Regions from separate parts of the Mus musculus genome. Here all the other regions are linked to region 3. A link is a contact called in public ChIA-PET and HiChIP or PLAC-seq data. All regions are on one chromosome and are shown on one strand. Each heading gives the region's core, a stretch centred on a gene start, on an enhancer-like site or on the middle of the called end of the contact. The rest is flanking DNA. Distances are from core to core; before and after follow the strand shown. Region 1 holds the start of Lilr4b (leukocyte immunoglobulin-like receptor, subfamily B, member 4B). Region 2 holds the start of Rfx6 (regulatory factor X, 6). Region 3 holds the start of Gopc (golgi associated PDZ and coiled-coil motif containing). Region 4 has its middle 64 kb from the start of Lilr4b.

Evidence for each region. ChIA-PET counts read pairs in DNA pulled down with a chosen protein or histone mark. HiChIP or PLAC-seq counts read pairs in DNA pulled down with a chosen protein or histone mark.
Region 1: a contact with region 3 is called in an RNA polymerase II ChIA-PET map of memory CD8 T cells, with 18 read pairs. The contact joins the promoter of Lilr4b here to the promoter of Gopc in region 3. A contact is called at or near these places in 3 of 115 datasets of contacts at active chromatin or transcription factors (bone marrow-derived dendritic cells, effector CD8 T cells and memory CD8 T cells).
Region 2: an H3K27ac HiChIP or PLAC-seq map of embryonic stem cells shows a contact between it and region 3, with 5 times the contacts expected there. The contact joins the promoter of Rfx6 here to the promoter of Gopc in region 3. A contact is called at or near these places in 2 of 39 promoter capture datasets (cranial neural crest and hippocampal neurons), 3 of 484 Hi-C or Micro-C datasets (cortical neurons and embryonic stem cells) and 3 of 115 datasets of contacts at active chromatin or transcription factors (bone marrow-derived macrophages and embryonic stem cells).
Region 4: an H3K4me3 HiChIP or PLAC-seq map of bone marrow-derived macrophages shows a contact between it and region 3, with 4 times the contacts expected there. The contact joins the enhancer-like site here to the promoter of Gopc in region 3. A contact is called at or near these places in 2 of 39 promoter capture datasets (neutrophils and pre-B cells), 1 of 484 Hi-C or Micro-C datasets (the G1E-ER4 cell line), 1 of 115 datasets of contacts at active chromatin or transcription factors (bone marrow-derived macrophages) and 1 of 9 other capture datasets (liver).

What each region holds. Positions count from the first base shown.
Region 1 is chr10:51,479,342-51,482,041 of GRCm38.p6, reverse strand. Lilr4b (leukocyte immunoglobulin-like receptor, subfamily B, member 4B) reads right to left here and starts at 1,430. Exons shown (of 9, transcript NM_008147.2): 1 at 1,289-1,430; 2 at 1,101-1,136; 3 at 618-902; 4 at 173-475. The coding sequence starts at 1,322.
Region 2 is chr10:51,676,466-51,679,202 of GRCm38.p6, reverse strand. Rfx6 (regulatory factor X, 6) reads right to left here and starts at 1,443. Exons shown (of 19, transcript NM_001159389.1): 1 at 1,174-1,443; 2 at 762-918. The coding sequence starts at 1,393.
Region 3 is chr10:52,380,751-52,383,450 of GRCm38.p6, reverse strand. It overlaps Gopc (golgi associated PDZ and coiled-coil motif containing), which reads left to right and starts at 1,327. Exons shown (of 9, transcript NM_001199272.1): 1 at 1,327-1,840. The coding sequence starts at 1,553.
Region 4 is chr10:51,415,595-51,418,417 of GRCm38.p6, reverse strand. No RefSeq gene overlaps it. Among named protein-coding and RNA genes, the nearest start is that of Lilr4b, 64 kb to the left of the region's middle. Within about 2 kb of position 1,502, at least 11 of the 459 cell types and tissues checked have an H3K27ac peak or open chromatin away from gene starts, as enhancers often do. A contact at or near this core is called in bone marrow-derived macrophages, where this site is marked.

The DNA.
Region 1 (2,700 bases), core at 181-2,680, 900 kb after region 3:
TGGACCAGGGGATTCTGACTGCAACTCCTGTATCAAGGGGTGAATGTCTTTTGAACTGAACAGTATTTTTAACCACAGTGCTCCCTCCCTCTTATTCTAAGCCATAGATCATCTTAGGAAAAAGACCCAAGTGACCCAACACACTAAGTGATTATGGGTGGAAGGTGCTTACCTGAGATCATGAGGTCTAGGGAGTTACTTGGTTTTGACCACACCTGTGGTTCATTTCTAAAGAAGCCATAGCATCTGAATGTTCCATTGTGGTTGGGAGCAACAGCATCCAGAACAAAAGTAGCATGGGTTGGCTGATTGGCCTGATGCTGTGAGTCCAGGGTCCACGAGAGGCCATGCTTTCCTTCCTGTATCAGAATGAATCTGCCAAATAGTGTGGATGAGCTGCACTTAAAGGATATGGAAACTCCAGAGGTCACATTAGAGCTGGGATAGACTGACAGGCTGGGATTTTCATATGCTCCTAGAATACAAGGGGCAGTGTGTGAAATGAACATGAGTTACCCACATTGTCCTCCAGGATTGGACTCTGAGAGAAGAGCTCCTGGAAAATAGACCTCCTTCTGAGGAGAGAGCCTGTACATGGTTCCCTGATGTCCTCTCACCTGTCATCACCAGCTCCATGGCATCACTGTGCTCTGAGAAGCCAGCAGCACTCTTATAGTAACAGTTATATATGCCTGCATATGAGGCTGTCATAAATCGAATTTTGAACTTGGTCTTATTCCTGTTTTCCAGAGGGACTTCAGTGTCCCAAGGATTTACACTTTTCTCTTTATCCAGATAATAATACTGGGCCTCCCAGGAACCCCAACACCAGATAATCACAGATGTATACGCAGCGATCACAGAGCCTGGCTCAGCCCAGATGATGGGTTTTGGGAGGTGTCCTGTGAAGAAATCAAAAGCCCAGAACATCTTCCTTCAGACACTAGATCTTAGCACAGAACACACCCATGGAACAAGACATTAGCCCATAAATGTCAATCCCCCATCACCATTTTGAGGAATTTACACACTAGAAAGTAGATTAGAGGTTGTATCATCAGAGTGAAGAATCAAATTCTGGGATGGCTGGAGACACTCACCTGCCTGTACTGCAGTCCTGGGTTCCAGAATAAGAGCTGGAAAAAAAAAAAACAAAACCTTTTTCTCAAAGCTTTTTCACATTGAGAACCAGAGGGCATCCCCTAGGATGTCCATGTGAAATTAAACCTGGCTGTCGAATAGGTTCCCTTACAAACACAAGCATCCACTCCCCCTCATTATACCTCACCAAGGTATAGCAGCACTGTGAGCATGGCGATCATGGTGAGTCCAGGCAATGTTCGTAGCTGTTCTCTTGGGCCAGTCTGACAAATGTCTGTCCTGTAACATCAGATATGCAGTTGTCATCTTGAGGGCAGGTCCTTCCTGTCATGGGTTTTCTACATCATAGCTATTATGAGAAGGGAAACCTCTGTAATTTCCTAAGAGCAGATGACTGCGTAAACACTCATATCTCTCAAGTTCCTTCAGAGAAAAGCCACATCCTTTAGGACACATATCCTGGGGTTAAACACCTTTATATTTTAAACATTTATTTTACTTTTCACTCTCCCTTATCACATTCTCTGTCTTTCTCACTATTTCTCTCTCTCTCTCTCTCCCTCTCTCCCCCTCTCTCTCTCTCTCTCTCTCTCTCTCTCTCTCTCTCTCTCTCTCTCTCTCTCTCTGTGTGTATGTATGTGTGTGTGTGTGTATGTGTGTGTGTGTGTTATGTGTGCTATTCCACACTGCAACTCTGACATCCTGATTCTTCACAGAGGAGTTTTACTCACAGACTCAGTTTCTGTTCCATTCCTCAGCAGAAAAAGAGATAGTATGACACATGTGATATCTGGGATTGTAGTGCAGAGTAATGTGAAAACAAAGTAAAAGTGACTATATATTTTAAGTCTTATTTTACATTTTTATGCTGCTGGTTGGAGTTTTCTGCACACAGAGGAGGAGAATGTTTCCAAAAACATAAAAATGGCAAGAAGGTATATAATTAAGAGGATAAATATTTTGTCAAAGAAAGTTTTTATATACTCACAAATTAGTAATTGACACGTGATGAGTTTTTCTGTTCATGAGTATGTATATATGTGTATATGTGTATGAATTTGATATGATGATTATATGAAGCTAATGAAGTCAATAAGAACCCTAACAAACAAAATAATAGTATATGTAAAATATTTAGAATTATGATAGAAGACAATGAAAACCTAAAACACATTAAAACTGAGTCTGTCGTTTTGGCATAAAGATGGTAATGCCTGAAATAAGTGAAACAAAAAAAAATCTCAATAATAAAATATCTTTATTCCTAAAACATGTCTTCCGGATAAGTATTTGAAAAGTTGATGGAAAAAAAGGACTTCTGCAGAGAAAATCTTTTGTGTGGACCCTAAAGATGCCAAACACTTAGAAGAAGGAAAAATATGACAGATGTGAGGGCTGTGATCTGATGAAGGAATTGCACTGAGACGATAAAGTTTCACTCCTCAGGAAGAACTCTCTTCAGAGATGTATTGTTCAATGTGGCACATGTTATGTACAGTAACACCTATATAGCAATTAAGTGTTGAATTCACAAATCTAATGTTTTGCATATGTGTTGAGAGATATATCATCTTGAATTATTCCTTACACAATGTATAT
Region 2 (2,737 bases), core at 194-2,693, 700 kb after region 3:
AAGTATTTATAGATTTTATTTTTCTAATTCTTAGATAATAATATAGGAGAGAGAGAGGGAGAGAGAGAGAATATAACTTACCAGTAAATAGTCTTTATTACTTGGAATTGGGGGGAAATCTTGTCCCCCAAATGCTTCACATTATGCAACTGTTCTTAATGACACGTTCTTATTTAAGTATCTTTTTCGTTTGCAGAAAGTATTATAAAACACACTTCATATGTAGAAGACCTACTGATTATTTCTCAATTTTAAAAGACTTGGGGCAAAAAGTTAATTTGTGGTGTTTTACTATATTAAATCATGTATGCACTATGCTGTAAAAACTGAAAATTATTTAATCATGACTGCTTGAGTGATTTTTTTTTTCTGTTTTGTACTTTTAACTCAATCCATCTGTTTTGACTGACACAGTACCTGCCCTCCTATGGATTAAAACAGAGTTAAACGCCTTCCATTTTTCGCTGTTCTGAAGGATCATATCTCGAAAACATAAAAATATCAAAGAAATATATTTTATGTTCAGCAAACAATCACAGAAAAATTCATCACAGCTTACATGTGAAGAACCTGTGGCTTTAGCTTTTCGTCAGGGTCAGAATAGGTCTCTGTGTGCATATGCAGTGCAAGAAAACAGGTGCATTTGTCGTGGGTCTTTTAAACTTGTGGAAGTTTTAAGGAGAAGCAAGTTGAGGAAAGCCAGGGTCTTAGAGACAGGGGCTGGTGGACGTCAGCCAGTGCGGGTGACAGGACCAGCTTACCACTGCAGGGTGAGCTGAGTCTGCTTCTTCTTATCCTTCATCATCTGCGTGATGCTCTTCTTCTGAGAGAGCTGTGGGTCGGCTGCTTTGGTCTTGCTCTCCTGGGTGTCCGCATCCTCTTCTTCCGAGGAAAAGTTGCCGTTGTTTAACTGCATTTCTGAGGGCGAGTGTAAGGAATGACAAAGAACAAGGGAACACGCGGATCAGTCCAGAGACCTCCACACCCACCTTGCTTTGCACCCAAGGAGGAGCAAGGAAGGAGTTGAGCAAAACCCTCATAGTTAACAGTGTTCCTGCTGAAACGAAATGGTTCCGACAGAGCATCCTACTTTATGTGTATTCAGAGTGCTTCGTTTTTATTCTTGGACACCCTTAGGACTCAGCACCGCAGCCGGGAGAGTGGAGCACTCACCTGATTTAACTCCCACCTGCAGCCCGGGATCTCCGCCTTTCTCACCGCTGCTCCGAGCGCCCGCGGCTGTTTCAGCCAGCAGGTAAGCACTGTCCTCAGGGTAGACCAGCAAGCCCTTGCCAAGCAGCTGCGCGCAGCACTCCTCCGCGATCTCGGAGGGAAGTTGGGGCGAAGGCTGCTCCTGCACGAAAGCTTCCTCCAGTTCCCGGACCTTAGCCATCCTTCCCACCGCCCGGATCTCGGCACGCCGCCCGGGCTTGAAGGAGCTCTGTGTAGAGCCCAGAGCCCCGGGGCGGGGCGGGGCGGGGCTGGGGAACCTGTGGCCGCTGGGCAGGCTCCAGAGCCCCCGATGGTGGAGAGGGGACAGGGTGAACAGGTACCGCACAGATGGCAGGGTGGAGGAGGGCGGAGGCGATGCTGCCTTTTTCCCAAGTGTCTTGCTCGGTCTGGGCAGAAGCTTGCTCCCAGTTCACTTCCACATTGGCTGTCAGTCACACCGAGCACTTTCCCCTTCGTTTGTTCTCTCTTGCCTAATTCTAGACCCAGGACCATTTCTCAACTGAAAACTTCCTGAAGGATCCTATAAAGCTCAGCTCTTTTCTCTAGTGGGACAAGCAACTTCACTTTTCCCCATCAATTCTCAGGAGACTAATCGAGGCACCTGCCTGGTCAGCCTTGACTTGAGTATCAGGTGGAAGTGAACAAAACCCAGAGTACCCTTCCCTGGTCTTTGCACCGCCTGGGTCAGATGTATTCCCAGAATAATGCAAGGATCGAAGAGCACCCTTTTCAGTGGCTGGAAGACAGAGACACTGCTCTGTATTTTGGGTACTTAGGTCTCACATCCCTCTAAACTATTGAGGTTGGAGGAAAAGATACCATTCAAACTTGCATGTGCATCACTTACAATTCCTCACTTCATGCCCAGCAGTGGAACGAATATTTTCTGAAATTTAATAATATCTCACTCCCAAATGACAAAACCTGGGTTTGTTTCGAAGTAAGTTGGGCTTTCTATGAAGAATGGAGCTGGGTGGAGCTTTGGGATCCGACTGCCTGGCTGACTCGCTGTTTTTTTCTTATTCTATTCTCTGTTCTTTGGACAAACAGGCCCTCCAGGAGAAGGAGGGATCCTGCCTTGGTTTCCATTGCCTCATCTCAGCTAATCCTGTATCTTTTGGGGGGAGATTAGAAAGCGACATCACCTTTGAGTTTAGCATGAAATAACATTAAACTGAAACCACAGAGAGAAAGCAAAATGAGACCCAGAGTGGCAGCTGACTAAAGGGACAATTACAGCAGCAATCCAACAGAGAGAGCAGCCTTTCCCAGGGCAGGTCAAGCTGCGCTTATGTGACTGCTTCCTTTTCAGCAGCACTTGCTGGGAAAGGCCTCACTTCTCCCAAGCTCATCTCACCTGCTTCCTTTGGATGCTGGACATCGGCTGTAGCCACACACTTTCCCACACATTCAATGTTCCCTACCTAGGATTGTTAGTCTTCTCTGCCTACTCCTCTGAAAGCCTCCCAGCCTGCTTCGTGTGTAGGACTTTTCTCTTTAGTGC
Region 3 (2,700 bases), core at 78-2,577:
AGAGTTGCATGGTTAGTTTTACTTGTCTAAGTTTGCTGAAGTCATAATAGCTTTTGCTTGATGGTAAGCAGTCATGCATTGGAGTAACCAGAGTGCAAACTAAATCTGTTATTTCTTAATTCTTATTGGTACTGCTTTGATGAGAGGCACACAATGCCATGCAGACTTTGGTTGATGATTTATTAGAAAGGTCCGTCCCAAGAACAACTTCCGAAAGATTATGGACTAATTTTCCACATACTCCCGTAGGCGAGTCAGGAAGCACAATTCCTACCTGCCTACTCTAATTAGTCTGGCTTCTCCTTTCCCTTCCGGACAGTCTACTGTTGGTTTAGACAGGGGTGGAGTTGGAGAAGTGGAAGAGATGAGAGGCAGGACACAAAGAAAGCTCTTGATAAATGCTCTCAAATGCACGCAACACTGGAATTAAAAGTCGTGAGAGCCTCACTGTCTTACTAGTTCGGCTTGGATGAGGTCGTTTCATTAGATTTTATGTCCTCAGTGCCTCAATCGGGATATGTATTCAATGTTTATGAACATATGAAAATAACATGGGAACGAGCACAATACTAGTTTATAAGATGATTACAGCATCCCAAGTGGTTGCTTTAGAAATATACGATCTGTGATGCAGTAAGATGAGTGCTATGTACCAAGTGATAACACTTTCACTTTACCTTAATTGCCAAGTGAAGTAAACTTTGGAAACCTTGTTACCCAAGCAAGGTAACACCACTGAGGTGGGGCAGCTAGTATGTAATAATACATTGGCCTAGAACCCCAGCTTGTCAATCATAGAAGGAGGAACCATTGATTCAACAAAACTTGCTCAGTAGCTTCCATAGGCAGCTTCTGGCTGGAATGCACCGTCAGGTTTAGCAACATTAGCCAGTGTCCCCACCCTCCCGCCCTAAGAGCTGGAAATCGGAAGAGAAAACGTGGCTATTGCGCATGCACACACGGCCCTCCCCGCTCCCACCCGAGCCCCTTGACACCCCAGTAGCAACTTTGCTAGACGTCTGTGGACCGGTTCCAGGCCCACTGTGAAGCCAAACTGGCGGAAGCCGGTCCCCTCTGCGACGTGGAATCTTTCCCTTCCCTTCCTCCGGTCTTCCCCACTTGCAAGGGGCCACCTCAACCCTTTGCTTCTCAGGGTTTTGCCGGTCGTCAAAATGGTCGCAGACAGGCTTGTGGAGGCGAAGGCTTTTCATTGGCTAAGCTCTCGTACGGCCCCGCCCACTTTCTCCCTCTGGGCTGCGCCTGCTCTGGGCTCCGCTACGCACGCGCGGCGGGGGCGGGCCGGCTTGCGGGCGGGGCGGGTCTTCCGTGTCGCTGTCGCTGCTTCAGCCCCGCTTCCTTTGCTGCTCTGGAGCTGCGCTGCCGGCGTTGGCGGCGCGAGGGAAGGGAGGGGACCGGCGGGTGTGTGTCTGTGTGTGTGTGCGTGTGTGTCTGTGTGTGCGCGCGCGCGGGGGGCGCCGCGGTGCTAGCAGTTCCCCTCGCGCGGGGCGGGCGGCCAGAGTGAGCAGCAGTCGGCGAGGCCCTGGACGGCGCCATGTCGGCGGGTGGCCCATGCCCGGCGGGAGCCGGCGGCGGCCCAGGGGGCTCCTCCTGCCCTGTGGGGGTCTCCCCTGGCGGGGTGTCCATGTTCCGATGGCTTGAGGTGCTGGAGAAGGAGTTCGACAAGGCCTTCGTGGATGTGGATCTGCTTTTGGGCGAGATCGATCCGGACCAGGCGGACATCACTTATGAGGGGCGTCAGAAGATGACCAGCCTTAGCTCCTGCTTTGCGCAGCTATGCCACAAAGCCCAGACTGTGTCCCAGATCAACCACAAGCTTGAGGTGAGCCTCGGGGGCTGGCAGCAATAGCATTCAACCCCAGGCTGTCCGAGGTCGTTAGATCCCATTTAAAGCACTAGGAAAATGATCCTTAAAAACCTACCCACTGGACACCTCAGCTTCGAATGCGATGGAGAGTGCGTTTTATACGTGAGTGAAGCAAAGGAGTGCGGAGCGGGTGGGGGAGGAAAAGGATGCAGACTGATGTGTGGGTCTCCAGACGTCCTGTCATCCACCTCCCAGCATCTCATGCGGTGGGGACAGGAGCTAATCACACTACCTGCCTTGTAGGTGTTATTACCAAGATCTTCTGTCGGGGAATACCTCAACTCTCCTCTTCTGCTTTGATAATGACAAGCTAGATGATGTATTTTCAGACAGATGCAGCTCTGATTATTTTCATCCAATAGCCCAGATCAACGTCCGTGTCTGTACACAGAGACATGCATGAACTTAGGGGAATCCGATCAAAGCTCTTGGGGAAATGTAATGGAATATATATGTTCCTATCTACCTTCTCAGTTTACATTCACACTTGGCAGATATTACGGGCAGCTATGTCTTTAGAGCTGTCAATATTCAAATAACTTCTAGTATTGAGTGAGATGGTATGTCTTTGTATTTTACAGTATTTTCCCTAATTTCAGACCTTTGAGACTATGTAAAGACAATCCTTTGCTTAGGTCTCTAATCAGAGCAAGGGGAGTGTGATTGCAAACAGGAATTCCAAACCTCCCATTTTGTGTGGAAAATTCAACTAGGCCAGTATTACAAGATTTAGAAATTATGGTGTACTAACATTATATGGGAAACCTTTTAAAAATAGACAATTTCAGTAGAGAGTAGCTCTTTGATTTTAAAAA
Region 4 (2,823 bases), core at 253-2,752, 970 kb after region 3:
CTGAAATACCCAACAGTAGGGAGATAGAACCTGAAGAGACTACCTCCAGTAAATAGACAAGGCCCCCAGTGGAGGGATGGTGTCACCAAACTATTTTCAAAATTTTTGACCCAGAAGTTGGGGACTCTTATGGAAGAACCTGGAGAAGGATTGAAGGCCCTGAAGGGCATAGGAATGCCACAGCATGACCAGCTGAGTCAACTAACCTGGACCTTGAGGAGTTCCAACAGACTGAGTCACCAAACAAAGAGCATACAGAAGTGGACAGAGGCTCCACACACATGTACCATATATTCAGGTCAGTCTCCATGTGGTTCCCCTAACAACTTGGAATGGGAGCTGTTCCTAAATCTTTTGTCTGTCTATAGAATCCAGTCCCCAACAGGGCTGCCTTATTTGACCTCAGTGGGAGAGGATGACTCTATCCCTGCAGAGAGTTGATTTGACAGGGTTGGGGGGACACAGGTTGGGGGGCATCTTGTCAGAGGAACATGGGAGGGATTAGGGAGAGAAAATCTGTGAGAAGGAGTTAGAGAGATGGGCAGTAGTTGGGATGTAAAAAATATAAATAAATAAATAAATAAATAAATAAATAAAGCCATTTTCCTAACCTTGAGCAGGCTAAACAGATCTTAATTGCCTGCTACATTTGGTCTTCCACTGACCTAGCCCAACTAGGTGGAGTCTTCTGCACTTGCAGTTTTCTGCAGGAGCAGACTGCCTGCTGAGCTTGCTTTGCAACATAATCCAGCTGAAACAAAGGATGGGTCTGTGGGGTTTTCCCTACATAAACTATATAAACACAGAGTAGAAAATTAAACTTTGAGCCTTGATCAGAAACCTTTGTCTTGGCTTTATCATTCTCTCGCCTGCCGATCCTTTTCCATTTCCAGCCTCTCCCTTTCAGGTAACCCAGTTCATCCATGGCTTCTGGACAGCTACAATAAACAAATGAATGACTCATGAAACCCTACTCCTCTTTGTTGAACTATTTGCTACAGATGCATTCAGGAGGTGGGGCAAATACCATCATTGGAATGTCCCCACTCAAGAGCAAGCACATCAGGCTCCATTGATCATGCCCAGCCACTAGCAATCATGGGAAAACTCAATAGGTCTAAAAACAATAAAACAAACAAACATGGATGTGGAAAACTGACTTATTGGAAAGAGCAGACACGAGAGCTTTGATGGATATTAGATCTTATGTAGAAGACTACAAACATTAGAATGTACTTTATACATATATAAACTTGTCAAGGTACAAATTCTATAAGTTATACAAATTATGAAACCTTAATATAGTATAGAAATACTTAGTGTTTTAGTGCTTTTTAGAATTGTCAAGAATTAGGGGAATGGAACTTTTCATAGTATTATTATATGGATGAATATACAAGTTTCTTCTGGCATTCTACATGTAATTAATTCACAGAAGATTCACAAAGAGCTGTGTTGTAAAGGGTTCTGAGGTCAGATCTAAAAATAGCAGAAGAGAATAGTGTCAGATTGGGTAGTGCCAACAAAAATGCCAGATATGTGTCATGCTAACTCTGCCTAGGATTATAATGGGCAGGGAAAATTTATGAATCATTTTACTTAAAGTTGAGATCAAGTTGAAGTTGACCCAAAGGAAAGATGACAATTATGGGATGATCTAGCATCCTGAAAATATTACCCAATGTAGACATCACCAAATGCAGACTGAAAAGAACTAAAATTGGCCAGAAGCTATTTGCTTACCCCCTGAGTGTTTCAGAATAGAGCAATCAGCCTGCTGACTTACTGTTTTGTGTTTAAATCATGTCAAAAGAATGACAAAATGAATCATTTTCATGGTGAGAATCATGCAATGCTGTTTGAAAATATAGAATATTATTAAATAAAAATATATAGGTAATAAAATTCTACATTATTTTAAATATTGTCATAAAAATAAATTTGTGCATTTTTGAGACTCTGACCTTTTTATAGTATGCTTGGGATTTCAATTCTGGATACATTTTGCAGAACTGTGCACTGTTTTGGTTTTGTTTTTTTTTCTTTTCTGACAGTTGGTAGTGACCTTCATAGTGTCTTATGAAAGACACTATGGCTTTCATAAACTTGATGCTGTCCCTTAGATTAAATGACAGCTTTTAAGAGAAAATCAGGTACAGGTAACATACCACACTTTTGTTAGCACATCATTTGAGACTTTATCTATTAATATATACACACTGCCATTGCCAATTCTACTTCATTTTAAGAAAACCACTGTCTAGTATACCAAAGTGGGAGAAGGAGGAAGGAGGGGAGGAGGGAGGAAGGAGAGAGAAAGATAATTGTGCTTGAGAAATAGGGGAGGAACTTTGGAGTTTTATTTGCTTTTTATTGTAACACAATCAATTTATCAGCTTATAGCAGTATTTACTGTCTCGAAGTTTCATAGGGTCAAAAGACTGAGAATCGCATAAGAGAGTTCTTTGCTACAGTCTTACCTGACTTTAAGTATGTAAATAGCATTGGTTTTATCTAAGGTTCCAGATCAACTTCCGACATCACTGGTAGTTGGCAGAATTCAATTCCTTGAGGTTGTAGAACTGAAGGTCTCATAACTTTATTGGCTGTTGGCTGGTAGCTGTTTTCAGCTCCTAGAATTTGCTATCTATCATCAAAGCCAGCAGTGGCATTTCTGTTATAGGAAATTGCATTCTTCAGAGATAATTCAGTTTTTAAGATCTTATATAAATAGGTCCTAACTACCCTAATGATTTCTCTGTTGATCATCATTTAATGATGATCTGATCATAGATTCACATTATATTCTCATTCTGCCTAAAC